Regions from separate parts of the Hordeum vulgare genome. Here region 1 is linked to region 2. A link is a contact called in public Hi-C data. All regions are on one chromosome and are shown on one strand. Each heading gives the region's core, a stretch centred on a gene start, on an enhancer-like site or on the middle of the called end of the contact. The rest is flanking DNA. Distances are from core to core; before and after follow the strand shown.

Region 1 (6,444 bases), core at 616-3,115, 720 kb after region 2:
AACTCCTTAGTCACATTGAGCTCATGATGATGTTCTACCGAGTGGGCCCAGAGATACCTCTCCGTCACACGGAGTGACAAATCCCGATCTCGATTCGTGCCAACCCAACAGACACTTTCGGAGGTACCCGTAGTGCACCTTTATAGTCACCCAGTTACGTTGTGACGTTTGATACACCCAAAGCACTCCTACGGTATCCGGGAGTTGCACAATCTCACGGTCGAAGGAAAAGATACTTGACATTAGAAAAGCATTAGCATACGAACAATACGATCTAGTGCTAGGCTTAGGATTGGGTCTTGTCCACCACATCATTCTCCCAATAATGTGATCCCGCTATCAATGACATCCAAATGTCCATGATCAGGAAACCATGATCATCTATTGACCAACGAGCTAGCCAACTAGAGGCTTGCTAGGGACACATTGTGATCTATTCATTCACACATGTATTACTGTTTCCTGTTAATACAATTATAGCATGAACGATAGACGATTATCATGAACAAGGAAATATGATAATAACCATTTTATTATTGCCTCTAGGGCATATTTCCAATATTTATCCTTTTAGGAGTGTTTGATCATATGCTTTGATTGTTTGATGCTATCACACTATTACCTTTGAGCTATCTACATGGTGATCATTCACTTGCTTGATTGATGTTATGTGCATTACTATTCATTCATGTCATTTATGCGCACCAACAAGTTGTATGTGACATGGAAGAGTAACCCATGGTCCTAATCGATTGTGCATTTGCATTCAAAAGCAAATTTAAAATAATGCATAAATTTAGGGGGAGCTCTGGCTTTTCACATACTTCTCAAAGCGTCGATGCTAACCATTGATTATATCTTTTGTCGAAGCTTTGATCTATATGTTGTCCTCAATTACCAAGAAGGGGGAGATTGAAAGCACAATTGGTACCAAAGGTGGTTTTGGTAAATAATTATAAAATATGCATCATTGGACTAATGATCTTATCCAAGTATATTTCAGAAAAGTTCAAAGATGCCTTGTCTATAGGATTGTATGGAGATGCCCCTTGATGCAAGGAAAGGAATAGGATTGGCTCAAGCTTCAAGCAAGAAGGATCTTCATTTTTACAATTGTGAGAAATCACTTTGAGTCGATAGGAAAATCAATACTATTAAAAGGGGATGGGGTATTATGATGAATTGGTTGCTCAAGTGCTTAGAAGTAGCCACAAAAAATACTTAGCCATTCTCTCACAAAATATCTCTGTGCAAAGCCACATCAGCAAAATCGGTGCCACCAAGTATTTCCACTCGGCCCTATCGATTTTACACTTGACACACTCTATGCCAAAGCCTACCATCTTGGTACCATCAACTTTCACGTCGGTGTCATCGAGATTCAGTGACCAACTTTCTGTGGAGAGGAATTCAAGAATCAGAATTTTCTAGTTCGAAATCGGTCTCATTGAGATTTAGAAACTGGTCTAGGTCATTGTATTGGTATCACCAAGATTCCTATATAGGTCTCACCGAGAGTTCAAAAGTTTTCATATTTAGTGCAACTCGGTACCACCGAGATTGATTTCGGTGCCAACGAGTTGGGCAATAATGTTGTAAAGGTTGGATTTTAGGGATGCCTATATATACCCCTCCACCTACACTCGGAACACAATTACACTTGCCATATCCATTTTTTAAGAGAGAGTCATCTACTAATGTGTTGAGATCAAGAGATTCCATTCCAATCATTTAAACCTTGATTTCTAGCCTTTCTAAGTTGTTTTTCACAAGATCAATCTCTTCTACCCATGCTAAATCCATGAGAGAGTGATTCAGTGTTGAGAAGACTATCTTTAAAAGCACAAGAGAAGAAGTTCATCGTTCTACCACATTCCGGACTGAACGAGGCCTAATCATCCTATCAGGCCGAGCTCGACCCTGAAATCATGCCCAACAATCAGGCCGGGCCGATCTCAGGCTTGAGCAAAACTATTTTTAGCCGTAGTCAGGCCGGGCCGGTGGCCATGTCGGGCTTTTTCAGGCTCGAGCACTTTTTGTTAGGCCCGGCGGTCGGGCGGGGCCGGACTCGGGCGTGGGTTTTCAACGGTGGTTCTTTTCAGCCCGATCTGGCCGGCATATGGCCAGGTATAGCCCAGCTCCACGAACTGACATGCGAGGCCCATGATTCATCCTCACACAACTCAGCTCGGTGCATGCTGCTGACCGACCCTCTCGGAGTATTTTACTTCTTCACTCGTCTCCTCGGACCCCTCACCTCTGCACGCTCGTGTCCCCTCCACCCTCCCTTCCCCTCTCCCCGCGCACCAAGAAGAGCACCTGCGCGGCCGGCAATGGCCTGCGCCCGCTTCGTAGCCCTCGCGGTATTGGCAGTCGTTTGCCACTCTCTGTTCGGCCTGGCCTCTGCGGCGGATGACGGAGAGCTGCGGGCGCTGCTGGAGTTCAAGGCGGCGCTGGACCCGACGGGGCGCCTTCTGCCGTCGTGGGCGCCCGGGCGGGACCCGTGTGCCCGTGGAGGGTTCGAGGGCGTCGCGTGTGACGCCCTCGGCGCTGTCGCCAACGTCTCGCTGCAGGGGAAGGGCCTGGCCGGGACGCTCTCCCCTGCCGTCGCGGGCCTCCGCGCGCTCACCGGCCTGTACCTCCATTACAACGAGCTCCGCGGCGGGGTGCCCCCGGAGCTCGCCAAGCTCACAAGGCTCACCGATGTCTACCTTAACGTCAACAACTTCTCCGGGCCCATCCCGGCCGAGATCGGCGCCATGGCCTCGCTGCAAGGTGAGCCAAGTCCGAGCTCCGCGTCTTCTCTTTCTGATTCTTGCTTGCCTAGTTGCATGTGGCGCCGTGAACTCTGCCACTGCCAGTGCTGCATTGCTTGGATTGATTCGATTCGTCCCGTTCTATTCCAGTCCAGTACTCCAGTCTCCTATGCTACCTAGCGTGCCATGATCCTGAAACAAGTTCTTGGATTCACTGACGCTTCTTGGCTGATATTGCTATATATATGATTTGGTCATCGATTGATTTTCTACACTTGTTGGTTTGTTTGCCACTCTAACACTGCTGTTAATGTTGATGTGTCAAAAAAAAAAAGTGTTGCAGCTGTGCTACAATCAGCTGACCGGGAGCATCCCCACCCAGCTGGGGCTGCTGAACAGGCTCGCCGTGTTGGCTTTGCAGTCCAACCACCTGAACGGCGCCATCCCTGCTAGCCTCGGCGACCTGCCCGAGCTGAGGCGGCTGGACTTGAGCTTCAACAACCTCTTCGGCTCCATCCCGGTGAGGCTCGCCAGGCTGCCTCAGCTCGCTGCTCTCGATGTTAGGAACAACTCGCTCACCGGCAGCGTGCCCTCCGGTACGCAACAATCTACGAATCCATTCTTGAGCTCCCAAGAACTGCTCCGCTCAGTGTCAGTTTGATTTGGTTGCTCCCCAGAACTGGCCAAGCTGGAGGGTGGATTCCAGTACGGGAACAACACTGATCTGTGCGGCACCGGGCTCCCCGATCTCCGGCCGTGCACTCCGGCGGACCTCATCGACCCCGACAGGCCCCAGCCGTTCAGCGCTGGCATCGCGCCGCAGATCAAGCCGGGCTCTTCCGACAGGCATTGCAGCGGAACCCACTGCCCCCCTTCCACCAAGGCTCTCGCGGCCGTCGTCATTGTCGCGGTGATCCTTCTGGGGGCGACAGCGGCCGGTCTCTTGGTCTTCTCGTGGCACAGGTGGCGCAAGCAGAGGAGGGCCTCAGGCGCAGGCGCACCTCCGATGACCACGGTGGGCGGCCGGTGCAGCATCGAGGGCGAGGCGACCAAGGAATCGTTCCGCAAGAGCGCGTCGTCAACGCTGGTGAGCCTCGAGTACTCCAACGGCTGGGACCCGCTGGCCGACGGGCGGAGCGGCGTCGGGTTCTCGCAGGAGGTGTCCCCGAGCTTCCGGTTCAACATGGAGGAGGTGGAGTCCGCGACGCACTACTTCTCGGAGCTGAATCTCATGGGGAAGAAAACCTCCAGGTCCAAGAGTGGCGCCGGAAGCAGCTTCGCGGCCACGTACAGGGGCACGCTGCGCGACGGCACGCCCGTCGTCGTCACTCGACTGGGCAAGACCTGCTGCAAGCAGGAGGAGGCGGAGTTCCTCAAGGGCCTCAAGCTGCTGGCCGAGCTTCGGCACGACAACATCGTGGGGCTGAGGGGGTTCTGCTGCTCCAGGGCCAGGGGAGAGTGCTTCCTCGTGCACGACTTCGTGCCCAACGGCAGTCTATCGCACTTCTTGGACGTTGCAGGAGAAGACGGCGGCGGCGGTGCTCTCGGCCATGGCGGGCGCGTCCTTGAGTGGTCCACGAGGGTGTCCATCATCAAGGGAATTGCTAAAGGTATGGTGGTAGTGTCCCTCTCTGTCAGTGTCTAAGCCATCAGTTATCAAACACTGCTACTGCCAGTGTGGTACTCCTCTGTTCAAAATAAGTATCTTAAGCTTAGTAGTATAATTTCCATCAGTTATCAAACACTGCTACTGCTAGTGTGGTACTCCTCTGTCCAAAATAAGTATCTTAAGCTTAGTAGTATAATTTTGTATCCGGGGAATGACACTTTAGTTACTTCGGAGATGACAACTTTAGTTACCCAGGATGACAAATGTAGTTGAAAAAGCATAACAACTTTTCTGTTTTGGTTAACTATAGTTGCCATGTCCAATTAACGACACTTGCCGCATGTAATTAAATCATAGTTGCCATGTATGATTAACTACTTGCCACATATGATCAAACAATAGTTGTCATGTGTGATTAACTACTTGTCACGTGTGGTCCAACCATAGTTGACATATATGGTTAATCATAGTTGCCATGTGTGTTTATCTAGTTGCCACATACGTGCAACTGCAGTTGCCATCTAGCAACTACAAGCGTGGGCGGAGAGCAGTTCACCCACACGCGGGCGACTTGGGGGTGACTGTGTAGATAGAAACTGGTTCACCCACATGGCGCAGCTGATAACCGCACATTGCAGATCGTGTGGGCAAGCGCTCTAACACCCACACAACATGCTATGCCTACGGAAAACTGAAATTCCAACAAACTTCTTTAGGATTCGTGTAAAACATAACAGACGAAGATTAGTGCGTCTGGACAAATTGCAGATATGGCATACGTGTGGACGTTACCATTCGGGTTTTTAAAATGGAGGAAAACCCTGCCTCATCATGGGGTGCGCATAGCCATAATAATTAAAGGACCTGGATATTCAGGGAACATCAGATTTTTAGGCATTGGCAAATCGAACATATTTTATGACAGTGTTCGTTGAGATTGACAAGTTTAGTTCGCGAGCATGGTAAATTTGTCATAGTTTATTTTTTGCCAGAAAATAACCGGGTTTGTAAACTAAATTTGTCATCCTCGCATCAAATTGTCATGGAAAACGTTCAATTTGCTATGTACAAATCTGACGTTAAATTTTTAGCCTTTCCGTAATTAAAGTACCATGGGCTAGAGCACTCAAATCGTCTCAAGTATCTGCAAGAAGCCACAACCTGTGAAATTAGGAACATATGCCTGTAAATACAAAGTGTATTATTAGATTACCGTCCAAACCAGTTGAATCTATTCCGTGTTACATTCTTTCATTGGTTCGAATTTTTGCAAAAGCAAGGTTCCTTATCCATGTTTATTATGCAGGAATTGGATATCTGCACAGTACTAGAGCAAACAAACTCCCTCTTGTTCACCAAAACATATCGGCGGACAAAGTTCTGGTGGATTACACCTACAAGCCTCTGATTTCTGGTTCCGGCCTGCACAAGCTTCTTGTGGACGACCTGGTCTTCTCGACACTCAAGGCGAGTGCCGCCATGGGGTACCTTGCCCCTGAGTACACCACCGTCGGTCGGTTCTCGGAGAAGAGCGATGTTTACGCTTTCGGGGTAATTGTGTTTCAGATACTCACGGGTAAAAGTAAAACGATGCAGCTGCCCTTCGAGACAGGCAATGTCCATGACCTCATCGACGGCAACATGAAAGGATGTTACTCAGCAACGGAAGCGGCTAAACTGGCAAAGATTGCATTGGTCTGCACCAGTGAAAACCCTGAGCAAAGACCCACCATGGAAGAGCTCGTTCAAGAATTGGACACCTTGTGATGGATGGGAATACAATGTAATAACCTTTTTTGCCAGTCTCGCGCCTGGCAGTGCTGCCTTGCCTGGAATCAACTCCTACTTATCTAGGATCACTAATCACTGATCTTAGAAGCAAATGAGGTACCCATTAATTTATTTTTCTTTGGAAAATGAGGTAGCAATTAAATACCTAGGAACAATCCTGAGATCTTGTATTATGCTAATGTTGTATTGTTAATGTTGCTGAATAAAGGCTGCATTGGTAGCTAACTTGTATCGGATGTGCTATTTTCTGTTGCATGAATGCGGCCATTTTGTTGCAGCTCCTTTTTT
Region 2 (7,040 bases), core at 4,361-6,860:
TAAGTAAACTCCGATTTTGGAATGTGTCAACCTCATATATGCAGATATAAGACTATGATAAATGTTGAACAGATCAACCAAATTTCAGGACTCGGGAGTGGCAGATAACATTGCACATATGTTGACAAAGCCCATCTAGCAATAGGTTTGGCCTGTGTGGAATGGCACATAACTCTTGTATAAATATAAGTATGCAAATCCTTCTATTTCATAGTTGTTATTTGTGAGCAGCTATTTTCTCTGTCTCGTAAAAGGGGATTCATTAGTCACTTCACAAATTAGTGAACCATAATACAGCATGAACAGACTTCCATGTTCTCTCGAGGATGATCGTTGTATACAGTACACGCTGTCAATGGAAAGTAACTTATGTGCTGTATAGCTCCATTTATATTGAGGGCAATTCCTGAATGTATAAGGATAGTATACTTAAAAAAACACCATTATACATGGAAAAGCTTTCAGAAGCAAACCATTCTCTGAAATGGCAGATCAAATTTTGGAATAGTTCATTGGACTCAAGTTCATAGACAGGTCTTATGTGATCTAAGTTTATGAGGGCATTATTTTGGTCCCTAAATTTCAGAGGTAAGCCCAAATCAAATATTATGAGCACTGGCAACTGGGTCAAACAGAAATTTAATAAATATAGCACCCATTTAACAGAATGGAAAAAAAATACTCGCTTCCAAAGTTGAGAGACCAATAGTACCATTTAGAAGTTTAGTGTTCAAAATAGACGCAGACTAAGTTGGGAACCAAAAGATACTTTACCAGATTCAACTTTCCGTTCCACGATATACAAAGATATAAGTGCCAATGAATAGTAAGCATACCATTGACATGGATTCGACAGGCTGATTAGTTGCTCGGGACCGTTTTTTAAGGAATGCTTGAGCATTGAAACCGGTTGGTAAAGCATTATCCTGACAAGCAAACCTCTTGAGTTATCACCAAAGAACGTAATACACAAATAGTAGTCAGAAAACTTATTAGCGTGATGACTTACAATGAAGTTACGGTAACCACTCATAATCTGTGCAAAGAATCTCAAGAATATCAGCCTGCAAAAAAAAATCAACTAATAAAATAGCTCCCATGATGCCCACTGGAGAACAAATAGTCCTAAACATAGATCATGACTGAAGATCCAGAATAGTCTTCGGGGTTAATTCACGATCAAACCATGCAACAAAGAATCATAAACTCCCTGTCTGATTAGTGTCAAGCATGTTTTCTTTTCTCTCAATATCCAATTATTTTACGATGCTCAGAATGTGAGGTACGATACCAAATAGTCCATGAACTGATTTTCTGAGCCCGTTCTCATGTAAATATATATACTTGTGCAGGCAGCCAGGCATTTATAATTTACCTATTCATATTGTTGTCTAAGGTACTAGGCCTACTTTCAGTGGAATTCTACCATTATAAGTCTACTTTCAGTAGAGTGCTAGCACAAACATCGGATTAATTAGCAATTGCGCACAGATACAAATTAAACATTAGCAGGTAGCACAGAATTACCTAAGCTGGAAATCATGGTCTTGCCCCCATGACTTTGTCGCGGCCCTTAAAGAATGGTCACCCATACTGCCAAGATTGATTTTCATGTAATCAATGGCCACAACATTGGGCTGTAGCAGTTTCAATATCTCACCACGCAAGAAACTATGTTCGCTTTCGGGTATAGGAGGAATGTCTTCCGTGGTTGTTATCCGATTGTATTCGAGATCAACCACCACTACCTGCAATTGCATGCATTGCCATTATCACATCATCATGATGCATCATAATGGTAAAGTTTGAGAAAACAAACAAGGAAAACGTAAGTTTGCATTGGTTGGCCAAACTAACAAAAACTTGGAGCAATAGTGAAACATCATTGTCAGAAAATGAATTCAGTATATGCAATATAAGAAGTTCAACATCTAAGCGCATGGAATACAGAATAAACAAATGCAATTCAACTTCTCTTGTTAAGGCTAGGGTACAGGTATTCTGTAACATGTTCGTTTACAAATCAGTGTGTTGTTCTCATGGAAATTGTCCACACACCCAGAAGAAAATCCTGACTTCTCAAAGTTCAGACTAGTAACAAAATATGTTGAACCAAACTTCTTCGCTCTCAAAATATCATAAGATACCTTGCACACGTCAGCTCAGGGTTACAAAACTATAAATGTAAAGATTTCTTGTGACTATTAATCAAAGCAAGATGGAGCACTCATACATCGGCTGTGAAAGGAAAATGATCCTAGAAGCAAAAATAAAAAACAGGTGGACCAAACCTTTTAAAAGGCTATTTCCACCAGTAAATAAGTAGTATGTATTGCCAAGAGAATATAGGCAGGCAAAGACAAAAAAACGGCCAACGGAAACTTCATTTAATGTTGCAACTTACACCATCCATTGTCACCGTAGATGTGTCAACGCCTGAATGAAGTCCCATCATGTAGGGAGTCGGAGCATCAATGTAGTCAACACCACTAGAGAATATTATTGGAATGTAGACATGCTGCAGCACAACAAATACGTTGAATGGGAATAATTCACCACATGAGCATAACATACAATAATGAGAATTTCTGGTACAGATATGAATGAAATCCTCAAGCGCAACAATTATTTTCACATATTTGTGAAGCCCACTAAAGACTTGGGAATAAAAAGGAACACAGTTGAATGAAACCCACCTGCCACCTAATCGGGTATATCAAATGGCATATGGCTTCTGAAACTAGCGTTAATAACGTATACCTGCATTACAAAACAAAAGAGAAGTCCATCAAGCTTAAGATAAACTTCAAACACTTCCACTTAAGGTGTTGTTGCAAAGTAACAATCTGTTCACTTGTAAACCTAAGCTAAGACTGAGATGGTATAATGAAAAACGGTCCTTTGTGTTTCCTCGAAAAATGTAAAAACATACTCCCTCCGTTCCTAAATATAAGTCTTTTAAGAGATTACACTATGGACTACATACGGAGCGAAACGAGTGAATCCACACTCTATAGTATGTCTATATACATCCGTATGTAGTCTGTAGTGTAATTTCTTAAAAGACTTATATTTAGGAATGGAGGAAGTAGTCAAGAGTTGCATTGTGAAACTCAACGGACTTGTTAGATCTTAGCAATATCCTTCTTTCAAGCAGAACGGCAGTAAAGAGCTGTATTAGTTTATCAACATCCAGACACTGCACCAATGGCTGGAAGGATATCTGCAATCACAATCAGCTTGATATTACAAGTTGGATGTGAGCAAAATGGAGTATCTAAAATGGTACTGGAAATATATGATCAAGGAACATAAGACGAAATGGAAAGGAAGCCATACATCAGCGTGAGGAAGCCATTCTTTTGGAGGGGTTTCCGAGGAAAGAAGGCAATTATCAATGGCAAACAAGACACGATCCTTTCCCGGTGTTGGTAATGGAACATTTGACACCACATGGGATATTATATCCCACAAAGGCTTGCTGAAATCAGGGACGACAAATATTAAGCCATGAAAAAGGCGTAATCCATAGTTTGCCATTATCAAGCGCACGCATGAATAATGAACTTTACCTACAACCGGCAGGAGAAAAACAAAGGACAAATATTTCCTCTAGAGCATCTCGAAGGACTTGGAAACAAGGAGAATGGGACACAAAGCAGATGCATTTATCAGCAAAAGAATTCACTGGAATTTGGTAGGCTTCAATAATATCTTCACAAATTGGATCTCGAAATGCAATACAACTGACGTAAATTTTTGAACCATCTCCCTCTACAAAAAATGATGACTATGTTAAGAGGTCCCTATGTATACAATAAAAAAATCAACTTGAAGGATTAAAAACATGCTCAAAGTCCAGGAAATATCAATTACCAACAAGACCAACTAATGTAATTAATCACATACCTGTCAAAACTATGGGATAGCTCCTTGGATAGGTGGAGACGTCATTGGCGTCCAACCCAGAAGAGTATATTCTTACACCAGCTGGCAAAACACACTGCAGTTATCAACGGACAATGATAGAAAGGTTCAGATTACAATAAAACAAGATTAGGGATAAAATAGACATGATGATATCATGATTGTCATTCAGCGGTTCAAATTATTATAACATGAGATCATTCACATTCTCTTGTTCACATTACTATCTTTTCCTTTCAGTTATCTAGCAAAGATCTCCACTATTTTATTGGTGTTCAAGGTTCAACCCCTGGGAAAATGACATGGAATTATCCACCATTGCTAAAAAAAATGATGGTTAAAAATAAATGCATGGCACACCCTACCCCTTGTTTTCCATCCCATGTGTCATTAACGTGTTTTTACGCAATAAGACATGGCTTACAGACTTTGACACTGCTAACTAATTTTGGTTGTAGATTATATGTGCTGATACAAAAAGGGCACGGGCAAAAGGTCACTGGCAGGGATGTGACTGCTAAAATAGCATGTCCCTACATACATCACATGATCACATTGTAAAAGTATCCTTCCATGTTCAATTATCTCCAACCACGGAGCAAGTTGGGGCACTTGTCCTAGAATGCCAGCATAGACAAGCCGACAAGGAACCACTCCCTAGCTATACCATCATTTTCCCAAGATAGCAGGATTTTGAACTTCTGATGATAACTTTTAATAAGGAGAGATGAATGTAACTGTTCAAAGAAGAAACTCTGTTGGGCAGAGCTAGGTTAAGCCTCTAGTTATCTAGTGTGCACATTGGTCTGAGTGCCTACAGACTCACCCTTATAAAAATCAATCAAACTTGAAACCCAACCGAATCAGGTCAACCTAATCAACAGACTAGGTGGTCGCGTAATCTTGAGGCGGCACAACCCCAGTAGGATGGCGAGCAAGCGGTGGCATGGGGCAGCAAGCAGTGGCCGTGCAAAAAGAACTATCCCCACTAGATCAGCAAGTGTGCTGACAATGTTATCACGATTCACGTCGCACTGGCTTCGTCCCTGATCACGTCGCAGGCCAAACAATTCACGGCACAGTGTGGAGGCCTATAATTTTCCCAGCCATTCTTAAATTTCTGTCTCGGCCGATGCACAGTTGAGTACGCAACTGGCATATACAATTCTAACCTCAGTGCACTAGAGCATCACGAATTCACCTCTAATGATCAACCATTTCGAAGTTAGCAACACGCCAGCCCAATCAAATGCTAACAACACCAATTTGTCCATTTCACCAAAAATTCTAACGATGGGCAGCTGGCTGAAAGGAGCGGGATCTGCGACTCACGGTGGGGAGCTGCGGGGGCGGGGGAGGGTAGAGCGCGTGGCCCGAGTGCGGGAACTGGTCGATGAAGGCAGGCATGTACATTTCTTCGGCGCCATGGAAGCCCTTCAGGCCATCCAGCGCCCGGATCTCTGGCCCCAGCCCGCATACCACGAAATACTCGAAGATCCGTGACGTTGATGCCATCGCCGCTGTCGTCGATCACCGGCAGTCACGCCTACCCGCCCGCCTCCGGGAAGGGATCCTCGGCGCGGTCGGTCTCCGTCGATCTCTCCCTAATTTCGACTCTGCGGGAAAGGGAGGAGATGGTGTAGGCCGTGGGACGAAGGAAGGCGACGAACTACTACATGGGTCGGGTGGACTTTCTGTTTGTGATCCGTTAGGGAAAAAACAGGGATAGACCCGTTAGGGAAAAAAATACAAAAATACTCCCTCCGTTCCTAAATAAGTTTTTTTAAAGGTTGCACTATGGAATATATACGGATATATATAGACATACTTTAGAGTATATATTCATTCATTTTACTTCGTATGTAGACCCCTAGTGAGATCTTTTAAAAAACTTATATTTAGAAACGGAGGGAGTACTATAAATCTGATGACATTGCCGCTAAAAAAACTGAGCACCGAATTTTTCATGCGAAAAGAGATACTCCCATAAGAATTTGCCATGTTTTAAAATAAAAGTTATCATGTAGAGCGTAAAAAACAGAAAATCGTTAAGATGCAGCATTAATTAATAAAGGGTGTCCTACTTTTAGTCTAAATATATCACGTTTGATCATATTGGTATCATTTTTATAAAATTACCGTTAGGAATACGGAATACGGTAGCAAATTTTAGGCCTTGTTCTTCAAAGTCCTCTTTGCCAACTACCAACAAATGATACAAAAATATCCTTTCTGGGGGTTTATATATTTCTATGACGACGTTCTGCCTGAGTTTCTCATCTATCAATCAGATTTTGGGGTTTTTCGAAGGGGAGAAGTGATGGTTAGAGAGATAGAGCGATAAATAGGGGTTTGACTATTTTATCACACTAGATGATACCTGCATGTTGTTGCGGGAATCGTTAATAAATAATTTGATGTTTACAAACATGAGAATTTTTTATGAAACAGTATGTGCCAATGATATTCTTTGGAAAAATATTATTTCAAATAACAAAGAAAAGTGTTGAAAAGATAAAACTGTGTGCAATGAAATTTTAGTATGTGCCGATGATAAAGAGTGTTCTCTGGAAAAAAAATATTGTTTAGAATAAGATAGAAATGTGATGAAAAACAAAAATTGTGTGCACGTGAATTTGTGTACTAATTATTACCTTAACAATATATCACCAAGGTGATGCGAAAAAACACCTTTAATTAAAGAGATTTCAACCCTTGAAAAGACCTGAAACAACAACGACAAATATAGTTCTCTATTCCACAAAAAGATAGTTTGCTTAGAGCAAAAAAACACGGGTTCGCTAATAATCTACTATTCTATTAAAATATTACTAATAAATCACGAAGTATACTATCGAATAAATCATGATTCTCATTGGATGAACCTTGTGCAACATAGTGCTACCATTCATGACATTATACTCGGGTAGCTTTAATTTTTTTTATCTAATGCATAGTAAATATACATGCTTCTCCCCTGTAAAAGAAAAATATACATGCTTCTGAATTTGGTAAAGCTTAGTTCCATTCCTCAAAATAAGCCTGATAAGTTATCTGCATGTACGCGGTTAATAAAATTAAATTAGGATTAAAAGGTCGCCTTGAAATATTGG

Evidence for each region. A called contact is a pair of places that touch in the nucleus more often than the background predicts.
Region 1: a contact with region 2 is called in a Hi-C map of seedling, with 5 times the contacts expected there. The contact joins the promoter of LOC123443754 here to the promoter of LOC123443751 in region 2. A contact is called at or near these places in 2 of 6 Hi-C or Micro-C datasets (leaf and seedling) and 1 of 1 datasets of contacts at active chromatin or transcription factors (embryo).

Annotation. Positions count from the first base shown.
Region 1 is chr3H:327,519,997-327,526,440 of MorexV3_pseudomolecules_assembly, forward strand. It overlaps LOC123443754 (LRR receptor-like serine/threonine-protein kinase GSO1), which reads left to right and starts at 1,866. Exons shown (of 4, transcript XM_045120276.1): 1 at 1,866-2,775; 2 at 3,092-3,352; 3 at 3,434-4,366; 4 at 5,672-6,392. The coding sequence starts at 1,929. The coding sequence ends at 6,132.
Region 2 is chr3H:326,795,597-326,802,636 of MorexV3_pseudomolecules_assembly, forward strand. It overlaps LOC123443751 (DENN domain and WD repeat-containing protein SCD1), which reads right to left and starts at 5,611. Exons shown (of 31, transcript XM_045120274.1): 1 at 5,260-5,611; 2 at 3,910-4,003; 3 at 3,573-3,774; 4 at 3,340-3,481; 5 at 3,123-3,223; 6 at 2,697-2,760; 7 at 2,405-2,518; 8 at 1,528-1,748; 9 at 1,010-1,064; 10 at 837-926. The coding sequence starts at 5,442.